2 separate regions of the Ovis aries genome follow, and region 1 is linked to region 2. A link is a contact called in public Hi-C data. All regions are on one chromosome and are shown on one strand. The core of a region is the stretch at or near the end of the contact, and the rest is flanking DNA. Distances in the headings are between cores, read along the strand shown. Region 1 holds the start of ARL6IP4 (ADP ribosylation factor like GTPase 6 interacting protein 4). Region 2 holds the start of PITPNM2 (phosphatidylinositol transfer protein membrane associated 2).

Region 1 (7,080 bases), core at 1,521-4,020, 160 kb before region 2:
CAGGGGGGGTGGGAATGGGGAGCAGTTCCCCATCCTGAGACCTGAAGGACAGGGCAAGAGTGAAGTCTCCCAAACCTGCCAGGACCTGGAGCTGGCGGGGAGGGGTGGCCAGCCAGGATGCACATCTGAATTTGGGGGTCAGACCTCAGGGCAGGGTGAGGATCTAGGGATGAGTGGTGCGGAGGGGTCCAAGAATAGGGCACCCTTGCCGCACACGTTATGTCATTTGATCATCACAAGAGCCCATTTAATCATCACAAGGTGAGTACTCACGTCATCCCCATTCTACAGATGAGGAGACTGAGGCGGGGGGGAAGGGAAAAGGTTAGATCCCGGCTAACCAACCATTGCTCCCTCTCCCTCCACAGAGGAGAAGCGAATTTACCGGCTGCCGGTGTTCACAGCGCCCTTCTGCCAGGCCCTGCTGGAGGAGCTGGAGCACTTCGAGCAGTCAGACATGCCCAAGGGAAGACCCAACACCATGAACAACTATGGGGTGGGTGAGGCTCCACCCCGCCAGCACAAGGAGGCAGGGACCTCCGTCTGGGGAGACGTGTTCCCAGCGCAGACCTCCTCCAAGCCTTGGTCTCACCATCTGTAAGATGAAATCAGGCAGTATTATTATGAAGTTAAGCAGGTTGATGATGTCTGCACAGCACTCAGCACTGTCCTTAGTGAGGGACTCCCCCAGGGACCCAGGGACAGGCCCTACAAGCTTCCCTGCTAATTCTGAGCTCCCCCACCCCCAGGTGTTGCTACATGAGCTAGGCCTGGATGAACCGCTGGTAACACCACTGCGGGAGCGCTTCCTCCAGCCGCTGATGGCCCTGCTGTATCCAGACTGTGGCGGGGGCTGGCTAGACAGCCACCGGGCCTTTGTGGTCAAATACGCACCCGGCCAAGACCGTGAGCTAGGCTGCCACTACGATAATGCCGAGCTCACCCTCAATGTGTCCCTGGGCAAGGCCTTCACAGGGGGTGCCCTCTACTTCGGGGATCTCTTCCAGGTTAGTGTGTGTAACCCGTGGGGCTGGGCCAGAGCCACTGTGAGTACCCAGGCCTGAGTTCCACTGTCCACAGGTGCCTTCAACCCTGGCCAAGCCCTTGGAGGTGGAGCACGTGGTGGGCCAGGGCCTCCTGCACCGTGGGGGCCAGCTGCACGGGGCCCGGCCCCTGGGCACCGGTGAGCGCTGGAACCTGGTCGTCTGGCTCCGGGCCTCAGCCGTGCGCAACCGCCTCTGCCCTATGTGCTGCCGCAAGCCTGACCTGGTGGACGACGAGGGCTTCGGTGATGGCTTCACCCGCGAGGAGCCCGCCACAGTGGATGTGTGTGCCCTAACTTGAGCTTGGCCAGGGCCAGTGTGGCGGGCAAGGACAGAAATAAACACCCTGCAGCCCTCAGCACTTCTTGATTCAAGAGGACACACAGGCTTCTGGGTCATTCTTTCAGCAGACAGGCTGGCTTAGGTCAGGCTTGTAGACCAGAGCCTGAGACAGGAATTCCTGTGCATGTGGTTTAAGGAGGGAGTGCTCCAGGGAGGAGCAGGACAGGGCAGGAAGGAGCTGGATCAGGATGGTTTGACACAGCATCCAGTTTCAGCCCAATCCCACAGGGCTCTCTGGAGCATGAATTGAAGCACAGTTTGCCCCCAACAGCAGTTATTGGCTATGGGGTGTTTCAGGGTATGGAGTGGGTGAGTAACTTCCCAAACATCCACCTCCAGGGCAGCATGGTTCCCAGTGGCCAAGGAAATCTTCCAGAGCAGGGTAAAGGTGTGGGGTGTCAGCAGCAGACACCATGGCTAAGGTCGAGTGCACATGTCTTCTAAGGGGATTTGGGTGGGTCACCTCCATCTTCTGGATGGTATGGAGGGGTTACTGCAGAAAGATTAGAAGCAGGAACTTGGAGCCAGACTGCCTGGATTCAAATTCTGATTCAGCCACTTCCAGTTGTAACTGGGTAAGCCACCTGCCTCTCTCTGCCTTAGTCTTTTTTCCTGGAAAGTACCGATGTCCTAGAGCTGTTTTGAGGATCAAATGACTTCCCATTTATAAAGCAATTTACAACAGTCCTCTGGGTTTGCTGCTGTCATTACTATCAAAGAGTTTGCAACTCGGTGGCCCCAAGACTGGAGGAGGCATGCAGCGATGCTATGTTTGGGAGAGTTTTCCATGTTGAAATCTTGAGTTTGGACTCCCCTGGCAAAGTGGGAAGATCTGGAAATATCCGGCCCCAGTCCACACTGCAGAAAACAGGGAGACCAGACTCTCGAGGCCTGTGGTACACTCCCTCACAGGGGTCCCTCATAGGTTGCTGTGAACTTTCTGGTTTCTATGGACGTCTGAGTTTGTGACCTCTGTATTACTGAATGCAGACATCGGAAAGACCAAGGTTCTGGAGCTCACGGCCTGCTGGTGTGGACATGTCCGCAGAAAATCCACAGTGGCCTCCTCCCCTGGGCTTCACAGGGACTGGGGCTGCTGCGGGCCGACCGAATAGGCTAAAGATGGGAGAGGGCATAGCTGCGGCAAAGGGCTTGTGAGCTCTGGGACTGGCACCAGGCTGGCGAGCAGGTCTCTCGTCCGGGAGCTCCCCCTAGAGGCGGAAGCCTGGAGCCCCAGCTCGCCTCTCTGGGAGGTGAGCGCGCCAGACTCGGTTTCTTGGGCTGCCCCACAGACGGAACCTGGGGCTTCAGAACTAAAGGCAGCAGCGCCTCGCTTCGCGGCCGGACAGCCTCCCAGTGCACCGCCCTGGGCCGGAAGTCACCCAGCCGTTGCTTCCTCACTCGAAGGCGTGGTGCAGGGTTGGCGGTCCCGCCGGATGGGCGGTTGAAGAGGGAGCAGAGCAACCCCGGGGACTTTCTTTGAGGCGGCAAGGCCGCGGAGGGCGCGGGGTGAAGGGTAGGCGCACGTGGAAAGGGAAGAGGAACGCACCTGGCATCTGAGGAGCGCGGCCGTTCCTAGAGGCGCCTGAGCTGCGCGCGCAGCCGTGAAGCGTCCGCGTGGGGGCGGACCCTTAAAGGGGCCGCAGCGGAGGAGCCGGGAGTCCGCGGAGAACTTGGGTTACCCGGGGTTGGGGGCGGGTGAGGATCGCAAGGTTGCTCCAACTCCCCCTCAACAACGCTGCCCCGGGTAGTGATGGGTGCCAGGCCGCAGAAGACCAGGCCGAATCTGGTCGACTCGGCCAGAGTAGAGCCTCCCTGGGAACCCAGTCTGCGGGCCGGCCCCGTGATCGATCCCGAGTTTAAGTGTGCCTTCGTGTGTGCAGTTCGCGGCGCTATGGCTCACGTCGGCTCCCGCAAGCGCTCTAGGAGTCGCAGCCGTTCCCGGGGGCGAGGGTCGGAAAAGAAAAGGAAGAAGAGCAGTAAGGACGCCCGGAGGAGCTGCTCGGCTTCGAGATCCCAAAGCCGCAAGGCCAGCATCACCTCCTCTGGGGCTGAGGGTGAGGACCAGAGGGAATGGGAAAGGGATGAGGGAACTTCAGGGAGGAAGTTGCAGGCAGTCGGGAGGGCTTCTCCAGACTGACTTTTGGAAAATCGCAGGGAGCACTATTCAGAGGGACACAAGAGTGTCCTCGCTATCTGGAATGAAAGACGCTCAGAATCCTCAGAATCCAGGGGCTGGGCCAACCCATTGAATACGGAGTGAAGCGAGCACTTTATCATAATTTTGGTGTAGCAGGGCCTAAGATGTGGGTGCTGGCCACCTTGCTCCTGGGCAGACAGTGTGCGGCGTCGAGAAAGTGCCTCTCCACAGCGTGCTGAAGCCCTGCCAGGAGGTAGTCAGCCTGAGCCTGCTATAGGCCAGAGCAAGGGGACGAAGGTTTACTTCTTCCCCTCCTGGCCTTCCAGCCTCACCTTCTCCCTGCATCACAGAGAGAAGCAAGCACAAGGCCCGGAGGAGACCACGATCCAGCTCCTCCTCCTCTTCTTCCAGTTCTTCTAGCTCCTCTTCCTCTTCGTCCTCCTCCTCTTCCTCCAGCGATGGCCGGAAGAAGCGGGGGAAGCACAAGGACAAGAAGAGGAAGAAGAAGAAGAAAAGGAAGAAGAAGCTGAAGAAGAGAGGCAAGGAGAAGGCCAGAATGCAGCAGGCTGAGGCTCTGCCCGGACCCTCGCTGGACCAGTGGCACAGAGCAGCCAAGGAGGAAGAGGATGGCCCAGGTACTGCGCTGCCCGCTGTGCAGGGCGGGGAGGGTCCTCTCCCTGAGGCTCTGCCACCGCCTCCCTGCCATCTTACCTTCCAGTCCTGACGGACGAGCAGAAGTCCCGCATCCAGGCCATGAAGCCCATGACCAAGGAGGAGTGGGATGCCCGGCAGAGCGTCATCCGCAAGGTGGTGGACCCGGAGACAGGACGCACCAGGTGGGGCACGCTGGCCCCAGACTGCACTCTCAGGAGGAGGGATGGGGGCTGCTGCTGCTCTAAACAGGCTGACGACCAGGGGAAAAGTCCCTTGTTGATGAGACTTCTCAGGCCATTGCTCCCTATTGGCTGAAGTAGGCAATTGCAGGGGCTGGAAAGGCCTTGAGGGAGGGTCTTCAAAGAGCCACAGCTGGCCTGTCTGATGGCAGAGCTACCCTCTGTCCTCATCTCTGTGGCAAGGGAGGGAGGTGAGGAGGGAGGAGTGGGAGTGGCCAGCAGGGTGTGGCAGCCTGCTCAAGGAGGTGGTGGGGCCTGGGCCTGGCACCCCTCTGCCGGGTGCTTCTGGTTCTGGTGCTCTGGCCTCTCAGTTAAGAGGCTCAGCCTGCCCACTCCCATCCCCAGGCTCATTAAGGGAGACGGCGAGGTCTTAGAAGAAATCGTCACCAAGGAACGACAGAGAGAGATCAATAAGGTGGGTGTCGCCCCCTTACCCAGGCCCACCCCCAGCTCTTCTTCTGACCTATCCCCTCCTGTGTGCTTTCTTCCCCAGCAAGCCACCCGAGGGGACGGCCTGGCCTTCCAGATGAGAGCAGGGCTCCTGCCCTGAGGCCCCCGTGGCCCCCATCCAAGGCCTGCTACACATGGTGTTGGCACGACCTGGAGGCTGGCCTCAGGGTGGACAGTGGGGAGCCCGCTGGGTGTTCTTTCTCCTGCAGACCAGCCTCTGGCCCAGCCTCCTCTGCAATGCAGGGAGTGGAGGTCGGGGGTCACTGGCCAAGTCAGCTCCCCCATCTCCCGAAAGAGCGCACCTTCCCAGATATTAAATGTTCCCTGGTTGGAGACATCTTCTGTGTTGTTGCTTTTTGTGCTGAGGGGGAGGGAAGGAGGCAACCCGACTTCAGGGCAAAGATAAGGACTCTGGGAGCTTTGGTGGGGGGCACACACCAGCTACTCTTGCGGTCCTCACCCTCAGGTCAGCCGGCCTGGACCAGAGCCCCACTCCACCCCAGCTGAATCCCAAACCCTCGGCTCTTAAGCTGATTTCCTCAGGCCTGGAGGGAGGCTGCTACCCTTGCTGTTAACTCTGCAGATAAGAGAGTCCTGCTGGCCTGGGAGGAGTCCTGGCCCAGCTCACAGGCTGTGTCCTCTGTGAGGCAGAGGCTGACAGCACCCATTTTCATCACTGGATTGCTGTGAGGACAGAGTGAGTTCATACCCAGGAAGGGGCTAGAAGGAAGCCCAGCAGAGAGAAGGCCCATGGGAGTGTGTTGGTATTGTGAGCACAGCTGACACTGTGTCCTGGGAAGGACTGCCTTTACCTCCTAGGGCAGGCTGCACCCCCCACCCAGCCCCCACCCCCAGTGCTCTGGTGGCCGGCGCAGTACTGAGACCCAGAAGGAAGCCTTCCTGCTTCTTTAATCAGTGTAACAGATGACAACACAGTACACAGAGCACACTCAGGCCCGATGGAGCAGGGACAGCAAGGGCGGGTGGGGATACGTCGGGACACCGCTCACAGGCGGCCCAGACAGACAAGACAGACAGACGGGTTGAGACGTGAAGGCTGTGACGTGGCAGGTGGGCAGGCAGGCGGTTCAGACCGAGCTGGGAAGGGGGCATAGGGTCTCTGCAGAATCCCTCTTTAGAAATCAAAGAGAAGGCAGGTGGTGGGGTCTGGGAGTGGCGGGCTGAGGCTCAGTCCTGGGGGTGGGGGGGCTGGGACTAAGGCTTCTACTCTAACAGGCCTGGGGTGGGGTGGCAGTCAGCAAGGCCTGCCTCACCCTTTGGTTATGACTGGTCGGGCCTGAGCCCTGCAGCTCAGCACCCAATGCTGTAAACATTTTTGGTATTTTAAAGGACTCTGTCCTCCCTCTCTTAGTTTCTGAAAAACTGGTGCTTCCTTAAGAGGATAATGTGCCAAGAGGAATCTGAAGGGAGGCAGGAAGCCGACCTGGATATAGAAGAGAGACGTCCACGGGGAGGGTGGGCTGCCCACCTCACCATCTATGGCTGAGGGCCGCTGGGAGAGGCCCAGACTATTGCTGTTGTCCTTGGCATGGCTGGCAGCTGGGTAGGCAGGCGGGGAGCTCGGAGCTGTGGGGCAGTGGCCCACTGGGAGAGGCCGAGCTCACTGCCCACCCAGCCTCCTGGGGCTGGCGGCCTCCAGGCCTTTATTGCAGGCGGGCCAAGACTCTTGCAGGTGCTCCTCCATCCAGATGGCTGCTCACCGAGGCGACAGGCGAGATGGGGTGAGGTGGGACCGACAGGAGGAGGCACTGGCCACGGGGCCCCTGGCTGGGGCTGTGATTGTCGGGCCGAGTGTTTCCCGCTGGGAGCAGGGGGTTAGATATTGCACTTTCACTGCAACAGTTACATTAAAACTTGGTCCATAAAATAATCGTCGCTTTATACATAATGCCGGAAACAACAAAAAGCTACATCTTAAGTATTAATAAATCCTGAAGGTCCCATCCCTCCAGACATTTTTCTCTGCACAAAATAAATAGCTTTCACTCTGTACAGACCCACTTTGGCAGAACATTTACATGACCCTTTGGCTGTACATATCTACACACGGGAAAATGTTAACATCCGTCTGCGTGCCTCACCATCCCAGCCCGTGAGGCCCCGAGGCTGTATCCAGGTTGGCAGCCGCTTCTCACAGAAGGAGCCTGGATGTTGGACGGCTGGCTAAAGCCTGGCAGGCTCCCCTGTCATG
Region 2 (7,447 bases), core at 2,595-5,094:
CTCACTTGCAGGGTGCACGGGGCAGCCTTGGGCACGCTGTACATGCAGTACACATCCCAAACATGTTTCCTTCCCCATCTTCCTTCCCATGATCAGAGGAAGCAAACTGCTTTCCCTGCACACAGGGGAGGCAAGGCTTCTAAATTCTAAAATCAATTTTTCATACACGCTCTGAGAAGACTTGAGCAGAGAGGGAGCAATGCCCTTTGCTCATTACCCCGGGTTTTAGAGCAGAGCGGACAAAGATTTGCCGTGGCTACCGGGGCACTACTTGGTAACATCCTGGGTACCTAGTGAGAGCCTAATGAACACTGATGGAAGGACGCAGAGAGGTCATTTGAAGACCACTTAGCGAGGCTTCCCTGGTGGTCCAGTGGTTAAGAATCTGCCTGCCAGTGCAGGGGACACGGGTTCAATCCCTGGTCCAGGAGGATCCCACATGCCTTGGAGCAACTAAGCCCGTGCGCCAAAACTACTGAGCCTACGTGCAGCAACTACTGAAGTGCGAAAGCCCTAGAGCCTGTGCTCGGCAACAAGAGAAGCCACTGCCACAGACGGCAACTAGGGAGCAGCCCCCACTCACCACAACTAGAAAGAAGTCCACGTAGCAACGAAGACCCAGGACAGCCAAAAATAAAATAAATAATTTTTTAAACCTTCATTTTAAAAACAAATAAATACCACTTTAATAAATAACTACATCGGTGTCCATTGGCAGGGGGTCCTGGTGGGCAGGTTTCGGGAGGGCTGTCCACAAGGCTGAGAAGGGGTGGGGAAGGGGCCTAGAAGCATGTGACTGCTCACTCAGGATGGCTCACCTTTCCTGCCCATGGCTGAGGACACAGGCATGAGATCACTGGCCTTCCGCAACAGAGCGTACACACCCCCACCCTCTACTCCACTGTCTTTTCCAAAAGCAGCCAGGCAGAGATCTCGAAGCACCAGAAGTTTCCCCTTCTAATCTCTACAGATGAACGGCATCGTTCTCCATGGCTGGCTCTTCTCAGAGACTAAGCTAGAAAGCCTGAACGGGATGGGATGGTGAGGAGAACATCTGCCTGCTTTCATTTCATTTATGTATTTTTTTCTTTGGCTGCACCTCACGGCTTGCAGAACATCCTCAATCAGGGATCGAACCCGAGCCCCCTGCTGTGGAAACACAGTCTTGAGCGCTGGACTGCCAGGGAGGTCCCCATCTGCCTGGTTTTAAAACAGGCCTCTAGATAGGAAGGAAGGCAAAATTGGGTCCCTGTGAGAGAGAATGTACAGTCAACTGGAACAAGGGCTCTTAGCTTCTCACCTTTATCCCATAGACCTTTTCCCTAGAGCCTCCCATGTGCCAGGCACGGGAGAGGCAGAGAAATGAGATTTAGGGCCAACCCCTGCTCCCCTAGGAGCTCAGCCTAGCAGGGAGTCACAGGATAACATTCAACTGCCATTCAACTGCCATTCTTCCTGGTAAGTTGAATTAGCATGGGGCACAAAGGTGGAGGTGATGGACTCCACCTGGGAAGGCCAGTGAAGACAAGCCTGGATCTCCGTAATGAACAGTCAAAAAGGCAGAGGATGCAGGGCCCAGATCCTATAGGGCCTCATAGAAGGAGAGGAATTTTCTTTCAGATTCCATAAGAAAGGACCAACCAAGATCAAGAGAAACCTGGTAACTTAGTTACAGACGTTATGGGAGGGCCAGGCCTGGAACCTTGAATCCCAGTCTGGTTCTCTACTGCCTCCCATGCCCGACGAATGCGGAAGGCCAAAGAGAGAAGTCCATTCTACACCCAGGGCCCAGAGAGCCCACAGTCTGTGCCTGGACATCCTCATAGCAGAGCATGTATTGTCCTAGTCATTTGGCAAGTCACTCTCAACAAGAAAAACAGCCCTTCCTAACTCATGGTGTTTCTCTCTGCAAAGGAAGAGGGCTGGGAGTCTCTTCTAATTGCCAGCGTAGAATTTAACAGGGACAGTCCAGGAGTCAGATAAGGTAGGGTTCCAGAGCTAAAGCTAAAGATAGAGTCCCCCGGGGTGGGGACTTCTACTCCATCCAGACACTAATGCTGACAGTACCCAGGATGCAGGACCAGGGATGAATCAAACCCCACCTCCATCCTCCAGGAGCTGACAATCCAGCAGGGGAGATAAGCCAGACACAAAAGTAACTATAAAATAAGGCAGGTGGTGATAAGAGTCACACAAGAGACCCAGATAAGGTGCAATGGGAGTTCAGAGCAGAGATGAGTCACACTAGGGGCTTGGCCATGGGGAAGACTCAAATGAAGGGGAGCATTCCCTTCAGAAAGGAGGGAGGGGTCTAGCCGGCCACCCCAACAGCTCCCCTATGGGAACTGGGGAGAGAGCTAGCAGTGGTTGGAGAAAGATGCTCAAAGGAGGTCCCCTCTGAAGAACTCTGATTCTAGAGGGGAGGAGGTGGGCAGGCCTGAGGCTTTCTGCCCTACCCCATATTTAAGAGGTAGGGACAGGAATGTAGGATGAGGAATCTAGGATTTATGTAGAGGGCAGCAAATGCGTTGAAAGGGGATAGAGCCAGAAGATTTGCCTTGAAATGACATTTGCCTAGCAAACACACTCTATTTACTCAGAACGTCCATCGGAGGTTTCCCTAAGAGAGAATTAGCTGCACGTTATGGGGGATGGGGGACTCAAGAGTTTTGTCCTCCCCAAGTCACCCAGCGGCCCTGCACGCCCCCGGCCCCCTACCCCATAAGAAAAGCTGAGAGGGATAGGAAGGCAGATGGCTGCTCAGACACAGAGCTGGCACCGCAGGTTTTACAACAGGAAAGGGCGACTCACAGGATGGAGATTGGCTAGATTTTTCCTCCAGCGAGGGGGACACCTGGGAGCACTTCTTCCAAGTCCTGGCCCCCTCTCTCTGAGGGCCACACCCCACGCTTAGGCCCCGGGTACCCACCCAGGCAGGCCAGGGCTGGAGGAGGAGAGAAGCACAGAGGGCTGGCCGGAGGGCTGTGGCCACCACTTCCTCCCGACCCCTCGGTCAGGAGCGCGGGCCGGCCGGGGCAGGCCCAGCACCGCACACACACCTGCCCCTGCGCCGCCGTGACACTTGTCACTGGGGGAGGGGAGCCCTCCGCGCCCCAGCCGGAACCGACGGAAATTCGGAATTAGCATTGGGCCCCTCACCCCCCGAATCCGGAGGGCCCGTGCTTGGGGTAGGGGCGTCGGAGGCGGATTTCCTCAGCCCCGGTCCCGGCGCGCCACACCCTCCTCCCAGCGCGGGGCTGGGGGCCCGGGTCTCCCACTTTTCCGCGCACCGACCAGGAGGGCGGGCCGGGGCCTCCGGGAGCCGCCGCCTGCCCGGCCGGTGAGGGGGGGGGTCCCCGCCCCGAGCCCGCCCCCGCCCCCGAGCCCGCCCCCACCCCGGGGTTCGCTGCGGCCCTGAGGAGGGGGCCCAGCCGCGCCGCCTTCCGGCCGGGCAGCCGAGACACTCACCCCGCTCTGCACGGCGCTGCTCCGTCCTCTTCGGCCGCGCTGGGCCGCCGCCGCCTCACGCGGCCCGGGAGACTCCGGCCCGGTGGCCCCGGCCCGGCCGGCTGCGCCCCGCGGCTCCACGCGCCGCCGCCGCCGCCAGCTGGCCCCGGGCGAGCGGCCGGGCTCCCGCGGGCATGCTCCCCGACCGTCGGCGGGCGGGCGGCGAGCGGGCGCACGTGCGGGCCGCCTCGGGTCTGGGCGCTCGGAGCGGGGGCCGCGGGCGGGGATGGAGGCGGCGGCCGGCGGGGCGCGGGGCCGGGCGCGCCCGCGGACCGGCCTGACAGCTCTACACGGCGGCGCCGCCGTGCCCCGCGCGCCCCAGCGGCCGCTGCTGCCCGTGCGCGCCGGGCCCGCCTCGCATTCCCTCACTCGGCGGTGGGCCTGCGCCTCCGTCAGGCCACGCGCGGAGCCGCCCGCCGCCTCCGCCCGCCCGCCCGCCGCGAGGGCCAGCCTCCGCCGGGAGAAACCCCGACAAACTTGGCCCGGCTCGGGCGTCAGGTCTGCGCTCGCCCGGGCGACCCCGGGAAAGGCCTGGAGGTCACTTCCATGAGGGGAGGCCCCGGCCCACGACCTCTTGGCCCTTTTAATACTGTGAGCCTCACTTGCCAGGAAACACTCTCCCCCACCACCACCACCCCAACACTACCAGGGGAAAGGAATGAGCAGATTTACAGAAAAGGGGGAAAAAAAAAAAAGGAAAAATTGAGTCCTTTGGGAGTAAGATAACAAAATCAAGGGGAACGAGCAGCGGAACACTAAGGAAGGCATTTGGAATGTGTGGGCAAACCAAAGGTAGTCAATGGAAGTCCAGACCTTGACACCTGGTGCTTTTATCCGTTACCAACCCGATTTGCAGAAATAGAGGCAACCAGGAGTTCTCTCCTCAGAACACCAAATATGGTCTGGACCAAAAAATGAAAATGCTCTTTGGCAATCAGAAGGCGTGGCAGTCATAGTAGCCAGAGGGTAAGATCTAGCCCCTGACCTCAAGAAGGAACTGGCAGAGGATCAGAAATAGCTTCATCTTGATATTCCGACCAGACTGGACACTCCAGTTGGACCAAGAGGGTACTGAGTGCTATTTAAATCATGAAGTATATATTTAGATTAAGCAAGGATGGCTTTATAAAGATTTGAAGTAACTGAATTAAACAGGGCACACCCCAAACCTAGGAGTAGTTTACTTATCACCAAGTATCACTTTCTCAGGTTGAAAGGAGGCAGGGAGCCTTCCCCTTGGGAGGGCAAGTGTAAGGTGAAGTTAAAAGCAGCCCAAGATGAGTTCAGATCAAGTCAGAGAGGAACAACCCAGACCAAAGGCCGTCCAATCTCCTTGGACACTGAATGGGCCAACTCCTTCCCTCCACCAAGAGGCACCCTAAGACCCAGTAAAGGTTTCCAGCCCCAGCTGCTGTTCTGAGTAGGCCAGGGATTGAGTCATCGTCTATCTCCTACACAGGTGTCCTCCTTGCCTGAGGATCTGTGGAAGCCAAACTGGGTGACAGGTCCTTTCACTGCTACTTCTGCCTTGACCTTTACTTTTTTGATAAAGGTAAAAAAAAAAAAAGTTTTCAGAGCATATAGATTTCTGGAGTGAGGCTCTCTGCCTGTAGGCCAGTCAGAACAGAGGCCCTGGACAGCTGCCCTTGTAACCCTGCGGTACCTGCTCCCAAACCAGTAACTCAGAGGACTTAACACCATTAAAAACCAGAGCCCACAACTGGCCAGCAGGAATAAACACACTGATAGCACAGATGTTTGTATCCACAAATATTTATTCAGTGCCTATATGCAAAGAGATGGTCCCTGCTCTTGCAGAGCTTACAAATTTCATCACTCTAGCATCTGACTTGATTTAAAAACTGCAACAAGGACTGGTCTTTAATGTCAGCAGCACTACAGGAAGCAGATTTCTTACTGTATTGGTCATGGTTACAGTGAAATTGTGAATAAAATATTATCTTTGAAGTCTGTAGTCACAGCAATGACATGGCATATAATGTCCAGCAAATGCAAAGTTATGGCTTGATTCCTCCTATTTGAGAGGAGTCTATTGAAATAGAACACAAATCAGAAAGGGAAAGCCTAGTAACACAGGTCCTAAGAATACTGGTGTAGTTTATTATTAAACTGCCACAGAACTCTTGGCAAGGTGGGAAATTATTGCCTGCAAAATTGGTACAGTATAATTCATTTAATCAGACCTGCAAATTTCATAACCATGTACAATCACTTGTGATGGGTAAATACGATTTACCTTTGATTCCTAAAGGGCTTTAGATATGTATCGATATTTATTTTCTAAAGCTTCTTAAAGACTCACAGCACAAGTGGCACATAAAAATTTACTGAAAACTGCTTTTGAGATACCTAAAAATCAAAATGACAGAAATGTCTAACTTCTCAGAATTCAAATAGCATTCAGCCAAGCACCTGGCTTTTCCAAGTTAAAAAAAGAAACAAATTCTGGTTGCTTATCCAACTCCAAAAGCAAATCATAAACTTCATGTTAACTTTCAAACATTCAGTGGCATCCTCTTCCTTTATGTGGTCCTGCTTCACAGGCCAGCAATTTTAGAAGTCTAATTATGGAACATTCAAAGGAGCAATTATTTTTATTACATTGGCAATACTTTTTTTTAGCAAAACAGCTTATATCAAACAACCCCCAAATCACATTTAAGATTGCAGAGTATCTGAACTTACTACAGAGCTCATCAATTACTCATGGAAAAAACAAACAAACAAACCACCAGAGGGAAGCTCATTTAAACCCTAAGAAAGCTCATTTTTTGCAAAAAGATGGAGAGAACATCTTTGACCACCTAACGTATGTCAACCAGCCCAAGGCAGTTTTTAAGTCAATTGCTAGGGACATGGTCTACTTTTCTAAGAAAGCACTGAAATCACTACTTCAAAAGCCTATTTAATAACTCAGAATGAATCTGAAATATACTACTGATTGAAAACTTAAGAGACACCAGGCACTTTGCATATAATCTCCCACAACGGAAGGAAGCTTCTTATCTTTACATGGAGGAAAGCCTGAGCAGGGTGTGATCCAGGTCTGGCTCACCTGTCCCCTGTCCAGCTCCTACAGTCCTAGTGTGGATTAGTAGCTATATCCACTTGGCACCTTCAAGCAATCAAGCACATTCCTCCCTCAGGCGGTTCAGTGAAAGGAAGGCGGCAGGTCTGGGTGACAGGAGAGCAGTAACTCTATTTGAATTTTAAATGGCACTTCCTAGAAGTGGAAGATTCACTTAGTAAAAAAACCTAACTGCAGCCAGCATCTAAAGTATAGTTCACCTCCCTGGGATATAACAGTTGCTTTTTAAGGTTGTCACCTTTCCAGCTTTTAGGCTGTTTTTAAATAGAGTAGTTGTACGTTAAGCATTACTAAAAGGAAAGACAGTTGGAAGGATTTTCCTTGGTGTCCCTCTTCACAGGTATGGAGAGAAAAGAATTTTTTAAAAATTTCTGAAGTGACTGATACTTTCAGTTTATGACATGTCACAAATCAAATCACATGTTTCCTGAGAGGCACAGAAGACACTTTAATGGGGCTTAAATACTGGGATATGACTACTAAGAAGATAACTCCCTGGTAAGATAAAACTCTCATCTCTTCTGAAAGGGCAATTTCCTATTCTTTGGGATATAACAGACTTTACAATAAAAGCAGGGAACAATGAAACAGGCTAACAATTTTCAAGTGAGTTTTTAATGTCACGTATAGGACCATACTAAAGGGAGCATCACCTGTAAAGTCAATCCCTTTAAGTTTTGACACAGCTATACTGGAGATTGATTAAAATGAATGTTTTCTTCACTAGAACTAGGAGATTAAAAAGAAAGAAAGAAAGAAAAAAGACTAGAAAAAAATACTGGGAGTAAGGCACTTGATTCTGATGAGTAACTGATTAGCCAGAGGTCTTCA

The links. A called contact is a pair of places that touch in the nucleus more often than the background predicts.
Region 1: a Hi-C map of tail adipose tissue shows a contact between it and region 2, with 4 times the contacts expected there. The contact joins the promoter of ARL6IP4 here to the promoter of PITPNM2 in region 2. A contact is called at or near these places in 5 of 16 Hi-C or Micro-C datasets (blood, hypothalamus, liver and 2 more).

What each region holds. Positions count from the first base shown.
Region 1 is chr17:52,590,424-52,597,503 of ARS-UI_Ramb_v3.0, reverse strand. ARL6IP4 (ADP ribosylation factor like GTPase 6 interacting protein 4) reads left to right here and starts at 2,770. Exons shown (of 6, transcript XM_027956445.3): 1 at 2,770-2,901; 2 at 3,269-3,442; 3 at 3,876-4,160; 4 at 4,244-4,361; 5 at 4,764-4,833; 6 at 4,912-5,205. The coding sequence starts at 3,280. The coding sequence ends at 4,968. It overlaps OGFOD2 (2-oxoglutarate and iron dependent oxygenase domain containing 2), which reads left to right. Exons shown (of 5, transcript XM_060401131.1): 3 at 369-496; 4 at 750-1,007; 5 at 1,081-2,072. The coding sequence starts at 458. The coding sequence ends at 1,344. It overlaps PITPNM2 (phosphatidylinositol transfer protein membrane associated 2), which reads right to left. Exons shown (of 28, transcript XM_060401114.1): 28 at 5,760-7,080.
Region 2 is chr17:52,429,817-52,437,263 of ARS-UI_Ramb_v3.0, reverse strand. PITPNM2 (phosphatidylinositol transfer protein membrane associated 2) reads right to left here and starts at 3,844. Exons shown (of 28, transcript XM_060401114.1): 1 at 3,469-3,844. It overlaps MPHOSPH9 (M-phase phosphoprotein 9), which reads right to left. Exons shown (of 22, transcript XM_060401124.1): 22 at 5,265-7,447.